2 separate regions of the Rattus norvegicus genome follow, and region 2 is linked to region 1. A link is a contact called in public Hi-C data. All regions are on one chromosome and are shown on one strand. Each heading gives the region's core, a stretch centred on a gene start, on an enhancer-like site or on the middle of the called end of the contact. The rest is flanking DNA. Distances are from core to core; before and after follow the strand shown. Region 1 holds the start of Pik3r1 (phosphoinositide-3-kinase regulatory subunit 1). Region 2 overlaps LOC134485588 (histidine-rich glycoprotein-like).

Evidence for each region. Hi-C and Micro-C count contacts between places; a contact is called where the count stands out from the background.
Region 2: a contact with region 1 is called in a Hi-C map of kidney, with 2.9 times the contacts expected there. The contact joins the enhancer-like site here to the promoter of Pik3r1 in region 1. A contact is called at or near these places in 2 of 12 Hi-C or Micro-C datasets (kidney and liver).

The regions. Positions count from the first base shown.
Region 1 is chr2:34,694,496-34,700,781 of GRCr8, forward strand. Pik3r1 (phosphoinositide-3-kinase regulatory subunit 1) reads right to left here and starts at 3,165. Exons shown (of 16, transcript NM_013005.2): 1 at 2,971-3,165. It overlaps LOC134485588 (histidine-rich glycoprotein-like), which reads right to left. Exons shown (of 5, transcript XR_010063724.1): 4 at 4,804-6,286; 5 at 4,562-4,700.
Region 2 is chr2:34,736,094-34,742,119 of GRCr8, forward strand. It overlaps LOC134485588 (histidine-rich glycoprotein-like), which reads right to left. Exons shown (of 5, transcript XR_010063724.1): 3 at 4,960-5,107. Among named protein-coding and RNA genes, the nearest start is that of Pik3r1, 41 kb to the left of the region's middle. Within about 2 kb of position 2,023, at least 40 of the 93 cell types and tissues checked have an H3K27ac peak or open chromatin away from gene starts, as enhancers often do. A contact at or near this core is called in kidney and liver, where this site is marked.

The DNA.
Region 1 (6,286 bases), core at 1,915-4,414:
CCTTTATCAGAATGCTTGCTTTCCTGCCTTAGCTAGCAAAACCCTGCCCACCATGCAAGGGGGGCTTTGTGCTTGACCTGTCTAATATGCCTAACAGACTGATAGGAGCTAATTTCTTCTGCATGTGTACACCTTATTCATGAGAGATTAAAAGTAAAAGCTCACATGCAAACATTGGCTCAGCTTGTATAGACAACCTGACCATAAAACCATTTTTTCCCCAGTTGACTCACATTCACTATCTCCTTATCCAATAAAACACATTTTGCAAGTCAAAAATGCAAACACAGTAAAATCTGGACCAGAATTGCTCCTATTTTAGCAAGTTCTGTGGATAATGTTCTCAAAGTGAATGCCTTTTACAACGCTTTACTGAACTACTTAGGGAAAAGGGGGCAGAAAGGAAATCTCAATCAATACAACAAACTCAAAGTCCCACAGTGTTCTCAGGAACCGTTTAAGGGTTCAAAGTCTGTGTAAGTTGAATAAACTTGAACTTAAGACTTGAAGCCTTTTCAGAGGTTAGCTTGAGAGGGGAAGAGAGACAAGAAAAGGCTAAAGGAGGAATGAATATGAACAAAATGTATAAAAATGTATATTGCGTGTATAAAAATGTTCCCCGAACCCACTGCTGTATACAATTAATATATATTTAATAAAAGAAAAAAAAAGGGTAAGGGGTGTACCAATCAGGTTAGGTGTAATTAACATTTCCAAAAGATACGTGCACACCACCCACCATCAGCAGCCTAAGTACATATTTTCATAATGTATTCGACTGCTCAGTTTTCCCAATCTAACTTTATACTAGAAATGTACCAAAGACACACACACACACACACACACACACACACACACACACACACACACAGAGAGAGAGAGAGAGAGAGAGAGAAGAAAGAGAGAGAGAGAGCAAGAGCAAGCACTAAAGAAAACAATAAATCAAGTCAGTGGGCAGTGAAATACTGGTTTTTTTTCTTTAACATGACTACAGCGCATCCCAGATGTGAAAAAGCAGAATGCTATCATAAAAACACAAATAAAACAGTAGATAACAGCGTGCACATGGTGGCGTTGTGTTATGCAACTAGGAACAGGTCCCGGTGCAAGATGAAAGTTAAAAGCAAACTCCCACAACAGCCTGAGAGCCAGCATCAGCTCCATCCAACTTTCTTCAAATCATAAAAACTGACAGATTGCTATGGAAAAGTAGCGTGGCCTGCAACAGGCACTTAGCACTTAGAGGAAGGCAGCCAGCACAGAACTTCTGCAAGGCAAGGAGCTCTCCCCCCCCACTCCCCATTTAAACCTGCCTTTCAACCACGGGAGGTGCAAGAAAAACCAGGATCATTTTCTTGGTAATAAGCAAAAACACGTGTTTTCCAAAGTTTAAGCAACTTGTGTGCCTAAGAAAATGATCTACTTGTGTGCAACTGGAGAGGGAGGGAGGGAGAGAAAGAGGGAGGGAGGGAAAGAGAGAAGGGGGGAGAGGGGGGGGGCTTTTGCTCAGTGACAAAAGCTGCATGAACTTCTCACCTGTGCAAAAGGCCCTGAAGTCTTAATGATATCTACTTTAGAAATCTACGAATCTGCTATCTGTGGCAGAAATAAACCCATCTGCCTACTACAAGCTTTCTCAGCTCATAATTTACCATCTTTCAAGTGCTCAACATGGAACACAAGCTAATGAAATATTAAGATAGGCTTGCACAAAGAGCCTAGGTCAATCAGCTTTGTGAGTAACCCTACCACCTAAAACTTGAAACTCGATCTCACTGAAATGACAATCTCATGCTACACTCAAAACCCGGAACTGCTTCATCCTTTCCTATTTCACACTGTCTGACAAAGGAAAAGAGAGGGAAAGAAAGGGGGGGGGGAATTAAGTCCTAAAATCATCAAACCCCGAAATAAAGCATAAATTCACACCAATACACCAATAGAGCCTGCAGCTCCTTCAAGAATTAACGGTGGAAGTGAGACCTTTCCAGTATTACCAGCGCCGGGAGCAGAATTCCCCTGAATCCAGTGCCGGCACACAGCATTCAACATGTCACAGCCACTCCGCTCACACCCTTGCGTTATTGTGCGCGAAAGCTGGTTACCAAAATGCATTTCTGTACATGCGTGCCTGGCCAGAGCGTTTCTATTCTCTTTGTCTCGTGATCTGCCGGGCAGTTTCTGCCTTTGGGAAGGAAGTGGCTTGCAGACAATTCCCCCAGATATTTTAGCTCCGGCTTGCACGCGGGCCGGTTCTCCCTGGCCGGCAGCTTATTGCTGGGCAGGTCCTTCCAGGGTCGCCCCGCGTTAGGAAAAGCTGGATTTCCGGGCGGTGCCAGGATCCCACTCATTATGCCTCCAGCAACCTGCCCAAGCCCGGCGGGCGCCAGACGCCAAGCTAGAGCCCCAGCCACCGGCCGCCCCGAGGCGCACTTCCCCCACCCCGGAAGAGGAGGGAGGCAAACTTCGGAGGGCGGGGGCTGGGGGCGAGCTCCGGGGACCACTGTGGCCCAGCCCAGCCGGAGACCCGGGCTGCGACTGCCGGGCCTGGGAGGGTATGCCGCGCTAACGCAAAGGCAGCGTTCCAGGCGCCCTCCTCGCGCGCTCCCGGCTTCAGAAACCTGCAGGGCGATCGGAGACCCTCGGAAGCGCGAGGTGACGGAGGAGGAGGGGAGCCGGCGACCGCTGGCAACTCCGGGACAGAACGCGCCCGGCGACTAGCAGAGCCGGCCCGGGGTAGCACGGAGGAAATGAAAGCAGGAGGTGGCCGCGACCATACAAGCTGGTTACTGGCCCGAGAAGGCTTCCCAGTGGCCGGGAGATGCTGGCGACTAGGAGCTGGCAGCCGGCTCGCTTCCCCTTGAGTGGCTCGCCAGCAGAAGTGGCTGCTGTGACAGGAAGAGCAGCAGCCGTGCGCGTTCGCACCGCTTCCCCCTCCCGGGCACACCGGGACCCGCCGCCGCCGCCTACCTCCGGGTCGGCTCGCTTCCTTCCTCTGCCCGGCCAGGGCTTCAGCGGCCTCTCAAGCTCCCAGCTCCCAGGTTCCTTCGATCCAGCTACGACCGGCCGTTGCTTAGCTGTCCCGGTTCCTTGGCTGCACAGCCGTCCTCGCTGCTGCCGCTGCCGTTGCCGCTGCTTCCTCCAACTCGGCTCCAGCTGCTAGCTACTCCTCGCCCTGAGCCCGCAGCTCCAGCGCCTGGCGCCAGCCCCACCCCGAGCCCGCCCCTACGCCCCGCCCCCAGATACGCACCAATCAGCACCAGAGACCCCGCCCCCGGCGCCCGAGCCGCGCCCTCCGCCTCTGCCAGTCTCCGGGCGGGCTACAAGGGTCCAGCCGCTACACTCCGTGCTGCAGACCCTATCCCGCCCCCCGCCCCCCGCTGCCCTCGCCTCCGCCCCCGGCACGGGGATGCCCCGGGCGACTGGACCGCTCGCCCTCCGCTACGGAGCGCTCTAACTCTGCGCGCTGGAGGCTGGCTCGGCTGCGGGGCGTCTCCCAGGCCCGAAGCTGGAAGTTCAAATGGGGATTGGGAGAGGTGGGAAATAGTTCAGGCCTCCCTGGGGCCCGACTTGCTGCCTGCGAGACCCTGCTTCTTTCGAATCCGCTAGAGCACAGTGGCTGGCTTCAGGAGGATGCAGATACTAGGGCTCGCCAAAGCGGGGAGGCCCTGTAATTCCTGGCCTCGCCTGCCCAGCTTCCCTAGTGGTCAGAAAAACCGCGCCACCCGGCGTGGCACTCCCGGGGTGAAGGAGGGGTGAAAGGGTGAGCTGGAGCAACGAGTGCCCGCAGCCTGCAGCCGCCTGGCACCGCTGCCTCCAGGAACCAAGGCGGGACCTAGAGGAGAAAGAGAGTTCTGTGAGGAGGACTCACCGGATGATCTCTGGCAGTCTTTGCAAGGCAGAGCCAATGTAGGTCATTGAGCCAGTCCACCGCCTTCTCATGCTTCCGATAGGCTGGAGAAGCTCAAATGAAGTCCATGTTTCTTAAATGTAAAAATATAGATCCTTGGAGTAGAAACCACTATGGAAGCTGCTCAAGAAAAAAAGTGATATTGACTCAACCTCTCCTTGATAAGAAAAGATGCTAGCCCATGTTTTGTCCTCATAAAAACGTTCAGAACCTCATGGACTTTTAAAGATTTGCTCCCAAAACATGGCTTATTTTGTAGCTCAGTAACCTATAGCCACCCACCCTTCTTGCCCAAAAGTTCCCTTTCGCATCTATTCTCCAGTGTTCTGACAATACTTCTTTTCCTTAACCAAGTACTTAGTCTATTACCAAATTCTAAATTTGATAGTATATCACTGTGAGTTTTGGGAGTAGAGGGAGGGAAAATGAAATTCAGAGTTTATGTTTAGCAAATGCAATCAGGTTTAAAAGTGACTCCCATTCTAACCACAGAGATCTCAGCACACCATTGAGGTGTTAATGTTTCTGTTAACCTTGGTATCTATTAAAGACCAAAAAAAAAAAAAAAAAAAAAAAAGCAGTGTGCCACCCACATCACATTTAAGAATTGGCCTACCATTCAGGATGTGGTGACAAACACCTGTAATCCCAGTCCTTTGAAGCCGGGGCCATAGTCTCAAGTTCAAGCCAGCCCAGTCTTTATAGAATCTCCCTAAATATTATGCTAATTGGTGAAGGGAGATCCATCTTAACTGTGAGTAGAATCACTCCCTGGACAGGAAATTCTGTTCTGTACGAATGAAGAAAGCAAAGTGAGTACCATGCATGCAAGCATTTTCTGATCGAGGCCATAAGGTGAACAACTCATTCAAGTTCCGGTGGCCTTGACTTACCCACGATGGTAGACTACTCTGAACTGCGAGTTAAACGTTTTCTCCTCTAAGTTGCTTCAGTCAGAATATTCAGTCATGGCAATTAGAACCCAAGATAGCAGGGTACGTTCTTTGCAGTCTGTGAAACGATGAACCTACTGGGAGAAGGCAATAGTGCGTTTCCTGTGGTAGAAGTCCTTGGACCCAATCCAAACCAAGAAGACTAAAGTAACAAAACGTTCACAAATGGTTTCCTTAGTTTCCCTCTCCTCTGAAGAAGCTGAAAACACAAGCATTTCTAGCTCTCTCCTCCCTCGGTGCTCACTAGAGTCTTGGAAAGAGGCTCCAACAGAGTTTACTATTCAGCCATAAAACAGTGTATAATCCCCAATCGCACCTCCCCTTACAGAAAAGTCCTCAGCAATTGATCATGCACTCACACTTTCTGTGACTTTTTTTTTCATTATAATTGAACACAACACACAAATATGTCCAAAGAGGGTCACGTGAAATGAAAATAAATTTTCCATACAAAGGCACCAAATGATCCATCTGTTTCACTTGTATCAAACTGATACCTTCCCACCCATCACTGGTATGATATTTTGTTTCCGTTTCCCATATATTTTACATATTAAAAGCAATAGCAAAACAATAAGAATATTTATACTTGGAGTGGGTGCCTATGTGCGCATATATATATATATGTATATATTTCACTATTTCACGTGTAGACATGATGTGCGGGCACACACATAGACTTAACAATGGAGTCTTCTTCACTCTCCACATGATGTACTGAGGCAGGGTCTCCCACGTGAACCTGAAGCACCCTATCAGACAGTAAAGTTAGCCAGTTTGTGCCAAAGATTTTTCTGCCTCTGCACATTGTAGGTTGGGATTTACAGTCGAGCCCCCATGCCCACGCAGCATTTATATGATAGCTAGGGATCTGAACTCAGGTACTTACCCTTGCGTGACAAGTTTCTAGCCTTAAGCTTGTGGTTTTTTGGTAACCTTTTCCTGAGCAAAATCTTATCTGGAAACACAAAAGGTAACTGTTCTAAAGCAAGAGACTGATATCATAAGACAAAGGGGGCCCCTGTGCCACGAGCTTTCCCTTCATTTCTACAAAACCTCCAGATAGCCAGTACTATGAGAATCTCATTGGAATTTACTGGAATATAAGTTATCTGTCTTCCCTAAACCAAAAACGTCAGACTGGAGTATAAGGGGGCGGGGGGGTGGTATTTTAGGAAACTTTCCAAGCCATTTGTATGCTGGGGGTTGAGAATGATTACCCTGGGCCTTCTAGGACATACTGAAACTCACCCCAGTAAAATGCTCAGATGTCATACAGACACAGTGTTCTAGTTTGCTTTCTATTGGTGGGAGAAAGACCATCACCAAAAGCAACTTTCGGAGGCAAGGGAAGGGCTTACTTCCTTTTACAGCCCACAGTCCATCATGGAGGAAAGACCAAGCAGGATTCCTCCATGACCTC
Region 2 (6,026 bases), core at 773-3,272, 40 kb after region 1:
AACTTCATCAGCTCCTCCAATTGTCTTTTGTTTGCTTTCTTTCTTTTCTCGTCTCCTCCTCCCCCTTCTCTTTTTTGTTTTGTGTTTTTTTGTGGGCCGTGTTTCATTTATCAACAAGCACCTCTGAGAAAGGGGCTTTATGTGGAACAGTGGTCTCTCTCATGTGTGATAACTGAATAAGAGAACAAGGGAGTAGATTAGCAGTCCTGTGTAGGCAGTCAGAGATTAAGAGAGCCAAAGCCTTTGAGCTGCTTCAATTTAAGTATTCTTCAAGCTCCCACTTGGTGCTCAGCACAAGACCAGTATCAAGTTCCTCCTAGAAGATGGTTTTGACCATCGGACTCTCCAACTTTGCCTTCGCACCACACACAGCGGTTCTAGATGTTATAAAGACAGAACTCTCAAGTATCGCACTGCTAGACATAGGAGATGATGGAGCAGCAGATGGGGAAAAAAATCCCAAAACGTATTGCCATGGTTTGCATGTTTACCTCCCTCTGAAATGCATAGGTTAAAAAACTTTGCCCACCTGAGGGGATAGTAGGAGGCAGAATCTTCTGGAGATTACCTCATGATTGTGGAGCTCTCAAGAAAGACTCAAAAATGAGCCTCTGTCTTCTTTGCCCTGTGAGGGCACGGTGATATTCCCTCTGTGGACCAGGAAAAGGGTTTTAACCAGAACCTAAATCTGTCATTATCTTTGTCTCAGACTGTCCACCTAAGGCTTCCAGAACTGTGAGACACATATTCTGTTATTAATATGTCACCCCATCTAAGATAGTTTAAAATATACCAGTCAAAATAGACTAAGATACTTATTTTGAGGGAGAACTTCATTTTGGTACATTTTATTTGAGTGTGTGTGTGTGTGTGTGTTCGTGTGTGTGTGTCCACAAACGTGTACATGCTCATGTACTCATTAATACATGGTATTATCTATGAATTTCATGAGATCTGAATGTAGACGGCCATACCACATCATGCAGACAGTTAACAACCCCCATACTGACCATGCTGTTACTTTTTTCCTCATGGGTCAAAAAAGGATCATCTCAGCCTTCTCTGGAAGCAAGAAAATGTGTTTGTATTTCCAAGATTCTTCTCTTAATAACCATCAACTTTGGCTTTAAAAGGGGGTCAAAACCTTTTTGACTCTGAAAAAGTTCAGCCGCTACACCCCAACTAGAAGAATCCCAGGCTAAAGGCCTTGACATTTGACTATCTGTGCAGTAATGGAGTATGGATGCCAAGTGATTGAATGCTTAAACTCTGCTTTGTTGTCCTACCCCAATGGAGAGGGGCTTGGATGATGTAAAAAGCAAGCATCTCTAGAACGGATGAAGACACAAAGTGAACAACAGTTAGTGGCTTTCTGTTAGTCCCCCTGCCCCCTGTTTTAACCCTGGAAAACAAACACATTGTTAACTAATTTTGGTCCCCTCCTCACACAGAGACACACTCAGAGGAAGACTTGTTACTTGTTCAAATGGTGAGAATTTAATAGCAAAACAGGAAGATAAAAATCATTGTCTTCTTCTATGAAACTTAAACTTTTCCGGTTAAATAGGAGGCATTTCATCTAGAGAATTCCACTCCATGTTCAGTTTCAGAAACATCTACTCTATGGCCATCACTGAAGGAGGAGAATTTTGTGGTATTTAATAGCTCTAAGCCTCTCACTCTACCTCCATTCTGGGTTCTGTGTGTCCTTGTCAGTGCCTGGGTGAGGAGAATGGATATTAAGAGCCCATTCCCACTTAGGGACAGCATGAGCAGGGCAGATGTGCTCTCCCAGAACTCCGTGCAGTTTTCTTCCCTGTACCATGTTCTGCCTGCCCAAGAGTCTGGAATCCAATTTTGGCACCAACAAAGAAGGCTTGGAGTGAGATGGGTATCCCTCTGCCAAGGCCCTCCAGACCCAGGTTCTGCCACAAATGTTTTGTGCCCTGTTCTCCCACCGAGGTCACCCAACAGGACCAGGCCAGTCACTGAAGTTATGGCCAAAGGGTGTCTGGAGCTCTGCCCAGAGAGATCAAAGGGACCTTTCTAGTGAAGCACCCTGGAGTAGGAGACTCTCTCAGCTGTGCTGTGACTAGTGAGCTCTGAAGGCAAAGGACCTTTTCTAATCCACCAATAACCAAATAATTAATAAATAAATAAAAATAAATAAATAAATAAATAAATTCATCTAGCTTGCCAGACGAAAGGCAGATACTATACAGTTCTTGCCATGAAGGAACAGAAGAGTACGAATTACAAAAAAAAAAAAAAAAAAATTAAAAGTGAGTCAAGCAGTTAAACTGTAATAAAAGCAACACCTGTTACTCAATGCAAAGATATTGTTTGTGCCATCTTCTCGGTGCCTCTTACTATTTGTAAGAAGTTGTGACTTTCCTATTCATTTTGAAATAGACATCTACATCCTTGGTCATAACAAAGGTGCCATGTTTTACCAGCTTCATGAAAACCTGGGTCTGCCCTTAAGAGAAAAATAGATTTTAATGAGCAGAACCGGATGAATAATTAATAAGAAACCACTGGCTCCAAGAGGAAACAATTCCTTTATCTTCTTAAAAACGGCAAAAACTCAAACCAAACCAAAGGAAAGCAACGCTATTAAATTCTCATTCCTACTTGGTCTTGAATCTACTGAAAAGCCAAACAAGGATGCTCAAAGCACTTAGGTCTCCCAAAGCTGCCTATCCCGACCTCGGTGGAAAAGGCAGACACAAGCCTGTCTTCTAAATGGGAAGAGGGCCAGTTTGCCTGAAACTGTTTTTGGAAAGAAATTAAAAGATGGACAGCCCCCTGCCCTGATTGAAGAGCATATCATCTCATCAGCATATTTCTTTAGAAATGAATTAACGAATTCAGAGGCAGCTGCTTCCAAATGTCTCTGCGTACCACATCAGCCAATGTTTTCCGTTTACTCTGGAGTGACTGGCAGGGCTGGAAGCCACGGAAGAGGAAAAGAACTGCCTGCCCGTTTTGTTGCAACAAAACCAAAGGGCTCTTGATTTATCAGTGCATTTGACACAGTCTTTATTGCGCTCACGGGGACGAGGGTGAGGATGGGTAGTGGAAAGAAAGGTTGTAAATTTTATAAATGCAAGTCCTCCAAAGTAGGCCAATTGGTCAGCTGTGAACTTGGCAGCATCCTGAGGCCTGTGTGCTGGGTAGCTTGGGAACACGATGTTCTGTTTCACTTCTGAGAGCAGAGGGAAGTGGGATAAAAGCTCAGCCTGGGACAGAGAGGGCTCAGCTCAAGACAGTGAGGGCTCCCCTGAAGACAGAGAAGGCTCAGCACAGACAGGAGAAAAGGCTGTGTGACAAGTGGCGAGCCTGGTGGGTGGGGCGGGGGCTGGGAGGTGGGGAGCCCCAACAGAAGACAAGGGAAAAGAGAGAACTCACAGCACCCAGAGAGACTGTAGTCCTGATGTTTGCTGAAACTACTTTCTAGAAACTTTGGAGTGCTTGTGTGACTGGAGGCTAAAGCTAACAACTGACTCCTTTAATGTAAGAGAAACGAGAGTTTTGCAAACGTACTTGAGAATAACGCTGACTTTATAAGCTGTGAGCTTTAAAGATATGTGGCAAAAATGGAAAGTATATTCAAAAGAGAAACCTTTTTTTTTTTTAAGATCTTCTTTTAATAAGGACTCAGTTGGGTTTTCTCAAACCTAAATTTACATTTTACATTGTTTCAATAAATGTCTAGCCGTTAATGTGTAAAACGATACAATAAATAAAAGGGATAAAGTCTTTTGACATATTTAAGTGGTGACTCATCTCAAGCCATAGGAAGTAAATTAGTTATTGCCTTCCCTTCCTCTCTCCCTCTTCTGTCTCCCTCATCTTCTCCCGTAACGGTAGGGACAGAGCTCAGACATACAGTGACCACAGTTGGAGAGAGACAAGGGTGACAGTAAACTGTTCCTTAACTCATGCAAGTGTTTATGGGACGAGACCAACCGCCTGTACCTTCAGATTTGTTTTTTACCGGTCATTTTGAATTGCATTAATGTGGCGTTCCATCAGACAAAACCATTTACAATCGACAGTATGCAATGAAGATGAGAATGGCCAGCTTGAAAGAACAAAGGTCAAACATGGTTTAGTTTTTCGCGCACAGTATTATTTAAAGGTATTAATTAAATGGAAGTCCACCTTTTAGGGGATTTTTCTACGTTTGCACATTATTTCTCCATTGATTGACAGACTAAGCCTAATTGTAAAGACAAACCTGATTTTTACTCAGTTGCACCTCTTCTCCCCCTGTTACACCCCAAGAGACAAAAACAAAAAGCCCCCTATTTATCAGTGAAAAAAAAAAAACACCTCAGATGCTGAAGCCAACAGACTCAGCTGGTCTTTGTAAAGGAGTTTATAGCTTTCAGCTGAGCTCTCTAAGTGAGCCTTCTCATTCTCAGCTGCTGGCTCTCTGCTAGCTCCCTGTGGCCTCTGACCTCATCTCCATGGAGACAGAGGTGGGAAGGGGAAAAAAAAAAAGAAGGAAACTTTTAGGCAGCACTTCTAAGTCTCTGCTCCTTTGACAGTACTGACCACACACCAATAGTGGAGACTCTCGGTTCGTTCTTCCAGGTTAAATGCTGAAGGGGTAATTGGTCTAAAAAAAAAAAAAAAAAAAAAGACATTTGCAAAGACGGAAGAAAGCACCTGCCACACTCAACACCATTTAATTGGTGTTCAAAGCTGAAGCGAAGAATAAAGGCAAAATGGCTGCTGACATTAAACAGCAGAAAGACGCTCCTGCAATCATTCACGGCTTCTGGCTGAAAGCCATGAATGTCAGGTGCCAGGACTTTGCAGATTCTCTAATCTGTGGGGGCTAGTGTCTTTCCAGACATCAAAAACTTGAGATTTTAATTAGGAAAACTCTTTAAAGGAAAAACAATCATTTTCCTTCTATGCATTAGCTAAATCTACTTCCTTGCTTACCAGCGTTCGTTCCTGGTCATTCATCTAAGGCCAATGAAAATAATGGGACTCCAGCCAGGACGACACCACTGGCTCTCCAGCTGGGACCTTCAGTCAGGGATTGTGTAGTCGCTGCATAATGCCAAGGGACGATGCTTTAGTCCATAGTCTTTTGGAAAAAGAAATCCAAAATTCTGTTAGGAAAAAAAGAAAAGTACAAGCATACACAGATACGAGAGAATCACACCGTGAGCCCCTTGTACCCATTGCTCAGTTATGACAATTGTCAACTCAAGGTCGTTCCCGTTTCATGCACTCCCTTACACATTTCTCCCTTCATTATTTTGAAGCAAGTCTAATACACTTTTATTCTTAAACATTGTAGCATACATTTATGGACTGGGAAGGTGAAGCTTCCTAGTTCATAACTTCAGAAACATACATTTCATAAATTCAGCACAAGAGACTTAAAATTCTGCAGAATATGCCTCCACCCTCAACCTACCCCAGGAGGTAAGCAGGAGAATCCTGACAAAAATCCAGTTACAAATAAAGGTGAACAATCTTCCAACATTAGAAAGCTTCTGATAAAAACAATATTTTTACTAAGTGGTCAACTTCATTGCAATTATGATCTCTATTCCCAAAGGAAATATTGTTCTCCCCATTTTACAGACAAGGAAATTGAGGCACAGTGGGCTGTGCAGCAGCCAGTTGTGGGCTTTTACCCACTCGCTTACTCTAATGTTTCTTCCACCTTTATAATTATTTATGTTGTTGTTGTTGTTGTTGTTGTTGTTAATACAGTTGTAGGTCACTCCATGGGCTAAGTGGTATCTATCCAGGACCCAGCAGCAAGGCCAGCACAACCTCCGAGCTTCTCTTTGTGACTCCAACAGGGTAAGCACATCACCCTCTAGAATGGGGCCTTTGATGCTTTGGGTGATAGAGTGGCTGGTACCATCCATAAACTTCACACACACCCATGTGCACTGTCCTGGTGAACTGGTCCTGCCCAGTACTTTGGTTACCCTAGCAAGCTTGACGGGTTGCACATGACTCCTGTCCATGATGGCGGCTCTTCGACA